Regions from separate parts of the Bos taurus genome. Here region 2 is linked to region 1. The links are chromatin contacts, called in public Hi-C maps. All regions are on one chromosome and are shown on one strand. Each heading gives the region's core, a stretch centred on a gene start, on an enhancer-like site or on the middle of the called end of the contact. The rest is flanking DNA. Distances are from core to core; before and after follow the strand shown. Region 1 overlaps SLC43A2 (solute carrier family 43 member 2). Region 2 holds the start of SCARF1 (scavenger receptor class F member 1).

The links. A called contact is a pair of places that touch in the nucleus more often than the background predicts.
Region 2: a Hi-C map of liver shows a contact between it and region 1, with 3 times the contacts expected there. The contact joins the promoter of SCARF1 here to the enhancer-like site in region 1. A contact is called at or near these places in 4 of 11 Hi-C or Micro-C datasets (blastocyst, liver, skeletal muscle and 1 more).

Annotation. Positions count from the first base shown.
Region 1 is chr19:22,687,308-22,693,868 of ARS-UCD2.0, reverse strand. It overlaps SLC43A2 (solute carrier family 43 member 2), which reads left to right. Exons shown (of 14, transcript NM_001075546.1): 13 at 905-1,028; 14 at 1,670-3,208. The coding sequence ends at 1,831. Among named protein-coding and RNA genes, the nearest start is that of PITPNA, 12 kb to the right of the region's middle. Within about 2 kb of position 2,893, at least 26 of the 102 cell types and tissues checked have an H3K27ac peak or open chromatin away from gene starts, as enhancers often do. A contact at or near this core is called in liver and skeletal muscle, where this site is marked.
Region 2 is chr19:22,745,428-22,751,988 of ARS-UCD2.0, reverse strand. SCARF1 (scavenger receptor class F member 1) reads left to right here and starts at 3,041. Exons shown (of 10, transcript XM_024980701.2): 1 at 3,041-3,176; 2 at 3,414-3,475; 3 at 3,743-3,844; 4 at 4,645-5,170. The coding sequence starts at 3,076. It overlaps RILP (Rab interacting lysosomal protein), which reads left to right. Exons shown (of 8, transcript XM_002695683.7): 5 at 38-183; 6 at 568-690; 7 at 1,331-1,420; 8 at 1,671-2,649. The coding sequence ends at 1,815.

The DNA.
Region 1 (6,561 bases), core at 1,644-4,143:
GCTGCTGACTGCTCATGGGAAGCGCAGGGGTGAGTTCTGGCTACATGCATCTGAATGTTGACCTTCAAATGGCCTTCAGTGGCAGCAGCGACATAAATAACTGAGCCCTGAATGTACCTGACAGAGCCCACACAGGGCCTCAAAGGGCTGGTCTGCCCGCAGTTTTCTCAGCCCTTGGCTAAAGTGAAACCTGCCTCCTTTTCCAAGAGGCCACACACACCTAAGGAACCATAGTTGTTCGTCTTCCTCAGGCTGGGGCTTGGCTCAAACACCAGAACCCAAACACCATCCGCTGTCTCTCTCTGACCAAAGACAGGCTCATTCCTGCAGCCATTCCTTGCTAAGCCACGATGCCTAATGTCCTGAGATTATGCCAGAACTTTCTCCCCGCTCCCAAGAGCATCCCATGGGGGTCATCCCAGGTCTGCATGCTCCACCCCACGCCACCCTCCCCGCCCCAAGACCTAGAGGAAGTTGAGGCCACCCTGGCGGAGTCTGAGGGAGTCGGCTGAGGGCTGTGATGCTATGTTTCCGTGATTATACAATGCTCCTCTGGATGAAGGTGCAGCCAAGCCCGGCCCAGCCTCCCACCTGCTCCCTGGGCCTAGCTCCCGAGCCACAGACTCCTGCCGGAATCATGTTGTCCACTCGGCTCGGCCAGGCACCCGTGGGCCCCAGGGCCTTCATGCTGGTCCAAGAGGGAAATTCTCTGCATGGAACTGCTCATCACAAAGCAGTCCAAAGATGGACACCGGACTGTCCTCTGAAGCTGTTCCCACATCTCCTTTGATACCTCAAGTTGCAGCCTGGGGGCACCGGCAAGTGGGGCCAGGCTGAGGCCGAGGAGCATCCGGGAAGCCGGACAGTGGGCCCCGCGGTGACAGGCCCTCTCCTGTCCTGGCAGGTACCCCTCCACACAGTTTGGGAGCCTCACGGGCCTGCAGTCCCTGATCAGCGCCCTCTTCGCTCTCCTGCAGCAGCCCCTGTTTCTGGCTATGATGGGTCCCCTCCAGGGAGACCCTCTGTGGGTAAGAAGGTTTGGGGGGCGCCGGGTTATGGGCATCCGCTCTACTCTGCTGACTGGGAGCTGGGAGGCATCTCAGCGTGTTCCAGAACCCCAGCACAGGCAGTTTGGAACTTTGGTTAGGGTCAGTTCAGGGATCCCTTGTGAATAGGCTGGGGAGCAAGAGGGGAAGAGTATCCTTTCTATCCGTTTCTTAAAAAAAAATTAATTTTGGCTATGCTGTGTGGCATATGGGATCTTAGTTCCCCAACCAAGGATCAAACCCACACTTCCTGCAGTGGAAGCTCAGAGTCTCAACCTCTGGACCTGATTTTGGGGTAAATGGAACCGAGTTGCTGTCCCTGCCACTCCTGCCAGAGGCTAGGATTCATAACCAGGTTCTGTGAGCTTGTCCCAATCCCACCACACCCTTGGACCTTCAGATAAGCACGTTGGTGTGGCCCGTGGACTACTGGGGAATCCTGATGCCAGAATGTGGGATGACAGGCCCTCGGACCTCCTGAAACTCCTCCTTTGTTTTTCCTGTGACCTTCGCCTCAATCCCAACCTTGAGAGCGAGGAAGGGTCTGGCTGCACGAGGACTGCAGCCCACACGTGCTGTGGTCCCTGCCCCTCGTGACGGCCACTCTCGTCCCTGCCCCCCAGGTGAACGTGGGCCTGCTGGTCGTGAGCATGCTGGGCTTCTGCCTCCCCCTCTACCTCATCTGCTACCGGCGCCAGCTGGAGAGGCAGCTAGAGCGGAAGAGAGAGGACGACAAGCTTTTCCTCAAGCTCAACGGCTCGTCCAACCAGGAGGCTTTTGTGTAGCGCCTGCCTTCTCGGGATCGCGGCCTCCTGCCCTCTCGCTTCAGTGACTCGCGGTGTCCTCGTCCCCACCCCAGAGGACCTCCACGCACTCCCGCCCGCCCCCAACCCCAGGATCCTGTCCTTCACTGTGTTGGAGTCCACGCTCCCTCGAAGGGCCCTGGTCCTGCCTCGGAGCTCTGCGGTGGACAGACGGATGGGAGAGGGCCGGGACAGACGCTTCTCCTCCTGCTGGAGGCAGGGAGGCTCTGGACTTCACTCCGCCACCCTCGAGGGGTCCTTGAGCCTCGGGGCTCCGTGGTGCCTGCAGGAGAAGCCAGGAGGACCGCCTGGGCTAGCAGACCCTCTCCCCTGAAGTGTGTCCGGATTCTGCCTCTAGCCAAAGTAGAGGGGTCTGCCATCCACTGCCCGCCTCCTGCCCCTCGGCTGCATGTCCACCGACCACGCCTGCCTGAGGACAAAGGCTTGCTCTGTCTGCACACCCCCACCCCCAGCCTGGCCCCTCACCTCCTCCCCCGGCCAGTCAGAGCTGCCTGAGGAAGGAAGGACCCGCTTCCTGTTGTTGGTGCTAACTCCTTTGTGGCCTGTCCATGGCTTGTCCTCCTGTTCAAGGCCTGTGGGGAAGCGCCCCCCCGCCCCCTGTCCTCCCCCCTCCAGCTTAGCCTGGGAAGGGTCTGGAGGGCTGGATGGTCACGTGGGAACCATGGACAAGGCCGGGCAGCGGCCCTTTCCCTCTTCCCTCAGGACTTGAGTGGGGGCATGTCTCCACTGCCACCCTCTGTCCAGGCTGTGACCTGAAGGGAATTAAGGGGGCACCAACAGGGCATATCACACACACACACACACACACACACACACACACAGCTGTTTTTGTGGGGGGTGGAAGTGAGGCTGCGGCTGACAGTCCTGGAGGTCCAGGCCTGGGTGGGGAGGTGAATTTGTGAGAGGCCGAGGGGGTGTGGATGTGTGGGCTGTGTTTGCATGTGCTGGGTATGAGAAATGTGTGTGGGGGTGGTGGCAGGGTGTGGGCTCTGGGTGACTGCACTTATCCTCCCAGAGCTGCCCCCAGCTGGCCAGGCCTGCAGCAAGCCCAGCGCCTGGGAGCCAGCCCTGTTCAGGGCCAAGCTTGTCCCAGCTGCGGGGCCACAGCGCCCCCTGCTGGCAGACTCCTAGGGGCCCTGGAGCTGTTTACTTGGGTGAGGCCACCTTTCCTCTGCCAGGCGGGCCTGGCTTACCAACCCACCCACCTTGACTGCGCTCAGAAATGTGTCTGAGGCTTCCTGGGAGTTCTGAGAGGGGTGGGTGGATTTTTAGGTTATATGTTTTCAGTTTTATCAGACTCCTTTTTATAAAGCAATAAATCCACTTCCCTACTGGTAAGGGATGCCCCCTTCTAGCATATCAATTCATGACTCCATGTGCCTGTTTTGAGCTTGAGAAGAAAAGGCAGGACAAAGTTTTCTGCCACTGAGCAGCCCCAGTTGTCCCCAGCTGCCGACTCTGGGTAACATCTCTCTCTGGGTGTGATTGCTGTCTTGGGAGGGGCGGTGGGCCAGGAAAAGACCTTTCTCCCCTGCCCCAGCCCTAACACATCAGGCCTGTGCAGACACCTTAGAAGTGTGGCCACCCGCTCCTCTGCTGCTTATCCCAGCCAGACAGGCTAATCCTGACCCCCTTTCATCCCTGCTCAGGCTTCCTGTCACCAGTCAGCCACACCAAGGGTTCCTCCTGGGTTCAGGACGCAGGGTGACCCCAGACAAGCCGCAGCCTCAAAGACAGCAGGGGCAGGATGTGGCGGGAGGAATGGGTGGTGATGGGAAGGGGCAGACCCAGGCCCAGACCTGAGCTTCCTGTCACAGTTGAGCCCCTGAAACTCACCTCCCTAGGCTTCGTCCACTCAAATACTCAAAAGCGGGTATTTGTTTTAAACACTTTTTTTTTTTTTTTTAAAGGAGAGAGTGTGAGATGAACATTTCTCCCAAAGCATTCCTAAAAACTCTAGTTCTGGAAAATGTGAAGGTTATTTTAATTTTTAAAAAAAGTTTTGGGATTTCCCTGGTGGTCCATTGGCTAAGACTCTGTACTCCCAATGCAGGGGACCTGGGTTCAATCCCTGGTCAGGGAACTAGATCCCACATGTCTCAACTAAGAACCCGGTGCAGCCAAATACATAATTTTTTAAAAGTTTTGTAGTCAGATTTGGGAAATGCTGGACGAGGTGAAGTTAGCTCAGTGCTGGTGGGCTGTGCTCTCCAGAGGGGTGTGGTGGGCAGCTGGGGAATGGTTTTAACAACCCCAGCCACCCCACCCCAGGTGTGGCCCAGGTTCTACCTGCAGCAGGAGCTTTTGGGGTGCGTGTTAATAACATAGCCCCGGGGGCTTGCCTCTGACCTAGAGGGAAACTAAAGTCTATTCTTTGCTAAGCCCCACCTGGTGATTCTGGTGCAGCTGCCCCCCTCCCCAACATTTGAAAGCCACTGACAATGGAGTGCAGTTTGGGGCAGTGCTGATTAGCAAGGGCCCTTCCCACTGGGAAGTGTACTGAGGCCACAAGGACACAGCCTGTGTTGTGCCCAGCAGCCCCCAGCGCAGCCGAAGTGGGAGCTTCGACCTCTCTCTCTCGCCCACCTGCCTGCAGGGTGTGTACACGTGGAAAGGAGCAGGCGTTGAGAAACCAGAGTTCAGGGTGGAAAATAGTCCGGAGCCAGTAGTGTATGGGGCTTAGGGACATGAAAATGAGAGCAGGGTACCAGGCGGTTTGGGTACCACGTGTGCCACACACACACCCCCACTCCCTTGCCAGTCATTTTACTCTGGCTGCAGGATTGATGAGTTATATTTTCTCATTACCATCACTGAGGCATGCTAAGAAGCCAAGAGCTGGTATACTCCCCTCCCTATTTTACAGCTGGGAGAATTGAGGCCTGCACAGGTAGAGTAACTCGCTCATGGTTAAAGCCAAGGACTTGCATATGGTCCTAATCTCTGGAGCAGCCACGACCCTCTAGATCAGGACAGTCCATTCGGAGTGGCAGCCTGGGGGCCTCCAGGCCTTAAGATCAAGGTGAAACAGCCTGAGGAAGGGAAACAGACACAGGCGAGTTCTCCTTTTCTTGGAGCCAAGAGCTTCCTTAGATTTGGGGGAGCTGTACGTAGTAGAGTCATCTTGGCCTTAGAGGCGGATGGTAACTTGGGGGAGGAAGTCTCTGGTCACCCCCAGCCATGAGAGGAGTGCCCTGGGATGGGGAAGGGACCATGGGCTGGTCAAAGGCAGTGGTCATCACTGGCCTGGGCCCTCCATCATCCCCCTGGTTCTCCAGGTTCCTGGTGGGAAGGAAGGAGCAGGCAGTGGTGCCCGGTCCAGGGCGTTCAACTGGAGCAAGAAGCAGGGTCACACCAGCCTCAGGAGTGTTGCCAGGAGCCCCGTCCTTTCTGTCTCCCTGGACTTGAGTCCAGGTGATCCTTTGTGGCTGGCTTCCTCCAAAGCCTCCTGGCCTCTGCCTGCAGCTCTCGCTGCCTGGGCCTGTCGTCAGGAAGGTTCCCACCCTCGTAAAGGCCACAGGTGGGGTTGCGGGTTGTGGGTTCCTTTCTGTTTTGCTCCATCTCCTATTCCCTCTTGTACTCAGTGTCAGCCTGGTGAGAAGAACTCCAGCCTTCCTTGTTCTGGCCCTGGGCTGTGAAGCATGAGGGCCTCCCACGGCCCTAGGCCCCAAGCACGCTGAAGGTGGGGAGGTGGCCAGTGTTGGGAGGACGTGCGCAGCACTGTCTCAGACAACTGCGTGAACGTTCAGTCAGCCCAGTGGAGTTTTGTTTCTTCTTATATCACGATCATGCTTTTAACCTTTCAGCTTCTTACAGTCCTCACACCATAGAGACTGACAAACCCAGGTTGCTGTTCCTTAGTTGCTTAGTCATGTCCGAGTCTGTGCGACCCACGGACCGTAGCCCGTCAGGCTCCTCTGTCCCTGGGATTTCCCAGGCAAGAATTCCGGAGTGGGTCGCCATTTCCTTCTCTAAGGGAGTTTTTATCTTTTGGCCCCGCCATGCAGCATGTGGGATCCTAGTTCCTCTACCAGGGATTGAACCCACACCCCATGCACTGGAACCACTGGACCACCAGGAAAGTCCTCAGGGGTGTGGGCGTTGGCGGTTAATACATTTGCATGTCCATCTGTGTGAATTTAAACAGATATGCACCAGGGGCAGGTGATCCGGAGGGGTCAGGCTGTGGGCCCGCTATGGCAAGAGGCTCCTGTCTCTGAGCTCTGAGAAGTCTTCTTAACAGAGTCAGGCTTCTGGGGCTGTTTAATCCACAGCTTCCCTCCCTCTGAGGGGTAATACAATGGATTCTCGTGAGTTCTGGGGCAGGAAGGCGTCTTAACTGTGGGGTTAGGATTAGGAGCCCAGGACCCTGAAAGTGAGGAGGTGGGTTTTCCACAGGCTGTGGGACCCCCCTGGAGTGGGGTGGGGTCAGGGTGAGCAGGCCGGCTCTGGGAGCCTGTCCCTGACCCAGGCCCTGACTCGCCCCAAACCCTGGATGGGATGCATATCAGGAAGGAGGCGCAGTGTCCCCACCGCAGGGCAGACCTCTCCCATCTGTGCCCTTGGTCTCTCTGCAGGCAGCACTTCCAGCCCTGGAGTCAGCCCTTCTCAGCCTCCCAAGCAGATCCAAGACCGAACTAGGGCCTCCGGCTGCTCAACCCTTCCCAGAGTGAGACTCTACCTCCCTGTGC
Region 2 (6,561 bases), core at 1,792-4,291, 58 kb before region 1:
ACCGAGGCGCCCCCTGACCAAGCCTGTCCTTCCACAGGCGGATGCCCCACTGCCGCCAGGGCTCCCCGCCAAGGCAGGGCAGTGCAGCTTCAGTCGAGAGGAGGTTCAGCAGATCCTTCAGGAGCGGAATGAGCTCAAAGCCAACGTGTTCCTGCTGAAGGAGGAGCTGGCCTACTTTCAGCGGTGAGGGCGCTGGGCAGGGCCCGGAGGCTCGGGGGCGCCAGGAGCACCTGTTCCCTGGCCTCGGTTCACCCGCCTCATTCTTTGAGTGGTTGATACGTCCACGGTGTCGTGTGCCAGGCACCATGCTGGGCACTGGAGGACGTGAGTCACATAGTCCCTGCCCTCCTGGATCTTCTTCCACACGGGGGAGGGCCAGTGCTGAGGGTCAGCAGCAGCGGCTGTCAGGGAAGTACTCCCAGGAGGGGTGACACCTAAGCTCAGGGGCAGAGGAGTTAGCAAGGCAGAGTGTTCCCAAAAGGGGGAACAACATGCACAGGTACTTGAGTCGAGACCTATTCTTAGCATCCCCACCGCTTTGTCTCTGCCCTTCCTCCTCCTCCGTAGGGAGCTGCTCACAGACCACCGGGTCCCTGGGCTTCTGCTCGAAGCCATGAAGGTAGCTGTCAAAAAGCAGCGGAAGAAGATTAAGGCCAAAATGTTAGGGACTCCAGAGGAAGCAGAGAGCAGGTAAGTCCTGGCCTCCATTCCCACTGAGCCTAGTCACCTTCTGAACCCATTGCCTCAGACTGTGCTTGTCACCTAGCTTAGCCACCTCTGGAACCTGCTAACCTGACCTGGTCACCCCACCCCCCCAAGCCTGCTGTGCTGAACCCACCGCCTTCTCACTGGATCACAGCTGCTCCCACCTGCCCTGTTTGCTGCACATCCTGACTCTGCTTCTCCACAGTCGGTTTTCGGTTTCTTTGGTTTCTTGTCTTGGCTGCATCTGTTTGTTCTCAGGCAGGTAAAGGTAAGGCCGTAGCTGCAGGCCTGTCCACGGCCTGCTATGTATCTGGCTAGAAAAGAAAAGCCTCAAGATGTCCTCTGTCTGCCCAGATTTTCCTTCTCTCCAGCTTTCTTTTTTTAACTTTTTATTTTATGTTGGCGTATCGTGGATTAACAGTGTTGTGTGACAGTTTCAGGCGTACAGCAAAGTGATTCAGTTTCCTTCACTCCAGCTTTGGGGGCCCCAAGGTCGCTCTGTCCTCCCCTTCCTGCTCCTGGGGGCTGCACAGAAGGCTGAACATAGCGGACTCCCCTTGGCCCTCAGGGCCTTGATAAAGGACCCTCACGTCTTCTCTCCTCTCTTCACTCTTCTCTGCCTCAGTGACGATGAGGATGGCTCATGGCTCCTGCTCTCCAGCGATAAGGGAGACCATTCTGAACCCCCAGCCCCTGAGTCCAGAATACAGAGTTTGTATGTTGACGAAGGGAAGGACGAATGTGGTAGGGGTGGAGGGTGGAGGGGCCCATCTTCCCTCCTGCTGCCCCAAGCAAGTAGCATGCCCATCCCCTCTTGCTCCTCTGGTGGCCCCTTTACCGCCCCCTGTCTCATGCTGCCCTTTCTTGCTCTGGGTCCCCTTTTTACAGCACCCTCTGCTGCCCTCAGCCCCTGTCCTTGACCTCCCTGGCAGCCAGGCTCAAAACACCTCTTGGTCTCCCCCCAGCTTTGGCCAGTGGTATCGGGGTGAAGCAGAGGCCCCTGGGACTGAGACCAGCCGTGTGGCTCCCAGCCAGCTACAAGGAGGAGAGGAGACCCTGCAGCCACCCCACCAGGAGCCGGTGGGCAGGCCGACAGCCCCCGACTCCTGACGGGTCCTGCTGTGCTCTCAATGAACATCTTTGTCTGGAGTCTCAGCTGCCCCAGAGGCCTGACTTTGGAGTCTGTCTGTGGTTGGATGTGTGACCTCAAAGGACCAGGCTCCCTCCTTCCCTGCCTTCCTCCCTGGCTCTTCTCTAATCCTGGTCCGAGTCTGATGGGAGCTCAGCCTACTTTTTTTCCTATCAGTTCAGTTCAGTTGCTCAGTGGTGACCGACTCTTTACAACCCCATGGACTGCAGCACACCAGGCCTCCCTGTCCATCCCAGAGTTTACTCAAACTTATGTCCATTGAGTCAGTGATGCCATCCAACCATCTCATCCTCTCTTGTCCCCTTCTCCTCCTGCCTTCAATCTTTCGCAGCATTAGGGTCTTTTCCGATGAGTAAGTTCTTCCCATCAGGTGGTCAAATTATTGGAGTTTCAGCTTCAGCATCAGTCCTTCCAATGAACACCCAGGACTGATCTCCTTTAGGTTGGACTGGTTGGATCTCCTTGCAGTCCAGGGGACTCTCACGAGTCTTGTCCAACACCACAGTTCAAAAGCATCAATTCTTTATTTTCCAACTCTCACATCCAAACATGACTACTGGAAAAACCATAGCTTTGACTAGATAGACCTTTGTTGGCAAAGTAATGTCTCTGCTTTTTAATATGCTGTCCTTCCTATACCTCTGTGCCAAGCCTTGGGGGCCAGATAGAAGTGCTGCTTCTCTGAGTTTCAGTTTCCCCGTCTGTGAAATGGAGAGCTAACTGCCCTCCTCCCAGCTGTTTGTACAGATGGCCTAAGCTGTTGGAATAAAGCAACTGCCCGTGATAGCCAGAAACAGCTCCACGTCTGTCTGCCGGTGATCCGCCCCTGCCCAGCTCTGCCAGGATGGCCCCTTGGTTGTCACTGGTGGGGGGGCCTTCTCCCCTCTCCGACTTTCCTTGGGGAATGTGATCTAATGGATTCCCATGGCTCACCCGCTCGCCTGTCCTGGGATCCGGAACTTACAGCCTCATCTTCCTGCCGGCTCCAGATTCAGACCAGCCCAGAAGCCTCTACTCAGCCCTCACCATTGGCCTTCCCTTTTCCTTTCACTATTCTGGTGTCTGCATCTCAGCGCCTGCCCACTGTCTCAGGGAGGTGCCTCATGGCAGCCCGCCCCTCTAGCCTGGTTTCCTCAGGAAAAGCCTGGGGAGGAAGTAGGAAGGGGGTTGGGCGCTGTGGGGGCCAGACTGACCCAAGCCCTCCCGCTGCACTGGCCGCCATGGGGCCGGGGCTGCTGTTCCCTCTATTGCTGCTCGAGGCTCTGGGGGCCCCAGGGTCTGAGCTGGACGCCGGGGGGCGGCACGTCTGCAAGGCCAGCAGGTGGGTCTTGTGGGAGTCTGATGAGGGGGAAGAGGACATGAAGAAAGAGGGGCTAAAGCAGGAGGGGCTCGGGGACAGCCTGGAAGCGGTGGGATGGCTAGGGACAGAGCGGAAAGGGTTTGCGGACGTGGGGCTGTGAAACCTTGGCCAGCCCTACCAGATGGGGCTGAGGCCAGTGACAGTGATCCACCTGCAGGGCCAGGCTGCCCCCCCAGCTGACCCCTCTCTGCCCCACAGTCCCTCTGCTGAGCTCCAGTGCTGCCCAGGCTGGAGGCGGAAAGATCGAGAATGCACCATCCGTGAGTAGCCAGGATGGTCCCACCCACCCCACCCCACCCGCCACTGGAGGATAAAGGAGGACAGAGCCCAGTGACCCTTCCTTCCTACCCACCCTGGGGTCTGTTTGCCCTCCTGAGCCCTTGTGCCAGGGTCCCTCCTGTGACCCAACCCCCCGCCCCTGAGGAAATAGCCCTTGAGGGAGGCAGGGGCGGCGGGAGCCAGTGAGAGGGACAGAGTGTCCCCTGGCCACACCCCTGTCCTTCCAACCTGGGTGGGGTGTTTTTCAGCCATCTGCGAGGGGCTGGATGCCTGCCGGGAAGACGAGGTATGTGTGAAACCAGGCCTCTGTCGGTGCAAACCTGGATTCTTCGGAGCCCAGTGCAACTCCCGTGAGTCCTGAGTATCTCCTGAAGGATAAAGGGGCCGGACAGGACTGGGGGAGAGGGGAGGTGAAGCAGGTAGCAAAGTAATCTTACAAGAGCAGGGCCAGAGTCCCTCCAAGCTTTGCTGAGGAAACTGAGGTCCGGAGACAGGAAATGACGCACTCCCGGGGATGCCCTGAGTCATCTGGTTTCTACGCCATCCTCAAAGTCCTCCCACAGGTTCAGTTCTGGGCTGTTCATCTTCCCTTTCAACTTTCTGAAAGATGCTGGAGATTCCGGTCAACTGCAAAATGAATGCGCTCTCAGTCTCATACACCTTATGCCAGTCTGGAGAGTGACTGGAGTGTCCACCTTCTCTGGCACAAAGAGGGACTTGGCAAAGTGGTTGGTGGGCAGTTTAGCCAGAGGGTAGCCAGCCGCCACGGGTTGGGGTTGAGAGGAGACGCTGAGGGTGTGTGGCTACCCCAAGGGCAGCCTCCAGGCCTGGAGAGACACAGTTGGGGGTGGGGGGAACCCAAAGAGAGGGAGGAGGGGCCCGAATGCAGGCCCACCCACTTCGTGTGGCTCTAGACCGGCCCCTTTCCCACTCTTAAGTGTGTTCAGGAATGTGGAAGTGGGAGGCTGGCCAGTACTTAAGGAGCCTTATGGTTCAGAGTCGGGGGCAGGAAGTGAGCTGTGCCCCAGGGGGACAGGCTGTCCCGGGCTCTTGGAGGGTCCCTCCTGGCACACAAGGGGGCGTGCGGCGAGCATCCGTGCCCTGCCCCGAGCCCGCTGACCCTCTTCCGTACCCCCTTGCCCTGTCGCAGGCTGCCCGGGCCAGTACTGGGGCCCCGACTGCAGGGAGGTCTGCGCCTGCCACCCGCACGGCCAGTGCGAACCGGCCACCGGCGTGTGCCACTGCCAACCTGACCGCTGGGGCGACCGCTGCGAGTTTCCGTGCGCCTGCGGTCCCCACGGCCGCTGCAACCCCGAGACCGGCGCATGCCGCTGCGAGCCCGGCTGGTGGTCGCCCACGTGCCGCCGCCCGTGCCAGTGCAACCCCGCGGCGGCGCGGTGCGATCAGGCCACCGGCTCCTGCCTGTGCGAGCCAGGCTGGTGGGGCCGCCGCTGCAGCTTCCGCTGCGCCTGCCACGGCTCGCCGTGCGCGCAGGAGTCGGGCCGCTGCGCCTGCCGGCCGGGCTGGTGGGGCCCCGAGTGCCGACAGCCGTGCGAGTGCGTGCGCGGCCGCTGCAGCGCCGTCTCCGGCCAGTGCTCCTGCCCGCCCGGCTTCCAAGGCGTGCGTTGCGAGCTGCCCTGCCCCGCCGGCCAGTACGGGCTCCGGTGCCGCGACAGGTGAGCCAGGGTAAGGGAGGGAGGAGGGCGTGCGAAGGAACAGGAGAGAATGAGAGGGGAGGCCGGGGCGCTGGGAGAAGGTTGCGCAGAAACAGACAAGGGTGGGGTGAAAGAGGGCAAAGAGACCCTCGGTGCCCCTAAGTCCCCCTTGCCCACCACTTTCATGTGTTTCAGTCAGTCAGTTCAGTCGCTCAGTCCTGTCCGACTCTTTGCGACCCCATGAATCACAGCACGCCAGGCCTCCCTGTCCATCACCATCTCTGGAGTTCACTCAAACTTAAGTTCATCGGGTCAGTGATGCCATCCAGCCATCTCATCCTCTGTCGTCCCCTTCTCCTCCTGCCCCCAATCCCTCCCAGCATCAGAGTCTTTTCCAATGAGTCAACTCTTCCCATGAGGTGGCCAAAGTATTGGAGTTTCAGCTTTAGCATCATTCCTTCCAAAGAACATCCAGGGCTGATCTCCTTTAGAATGGACTGGTTGGATCTCCTTGCAGTCCAAGGGATTCTCAAGAGTCTTCTCCAACACCACAGTTCAAAAGCATCATTTCTTCGGCACCCAGCTTTCTTCACAGTCCAATTCTCACATCCATACATGACCACTGGAAAAACCATAGCCTTGACTAGACGGACCTTTGTTGGCAAAGTAATGTCTCTGCTTTTCAATGTGCTATCTAGGTAGGTTCATCTGGTTACTGTTAAACAGAATACTCCTAGCAAGCCATAGAAATAGGACAAAAGAAACATAACGAATCGCGTGGCAAAAGGACTACTGCAGGGTCTCTCTGCCACTCAGGGTCTTTCAAACTTTGACCAGGTCCACCCACTTTAAGAAACGTTTTACATTCCATCATATATGTATTCAATTCAATTCAGTCGCTCAGTCGTGTCCGACTCTTGGCAACCCCATGGACTGCAGCAGGCCAGGCCTCCCTGTACATCACCAATTCCCAGAGCTTGCTCGAACTCATGTCCATGGAGTCGGTGATGACATCCAACCGTCTCATCCACTGTCATCCCCTTCTCCTCCTGCCTTCAATCTTCCCCAGCATCAGGGTCTTTTCCAGTGAGTCAGTTCTTCGCATCAGGTGGCCCAAGGCTTGGAGCTTTAGCTTCAGCCTCAGTCTTTCCAGTGACTATTCAGGACTGATTTCCTTTAGGACTGAGGGTCTCTCAAGAGTCTTCTCCAACACCACAATTCAGAAGCATCAATTCTTCGGTTCTCAGCTTTCTTTATGGTCCATTTATTTGTTTATTTATACATATGATATACATATATATCATACATGTATATGATGGGCAATATATTAACTGAAGTAAAAAAATTAAGCTGACAACACACACACACACACGCATATATATACACCCAAATGTTTTCTGTTCTCCCTTTTT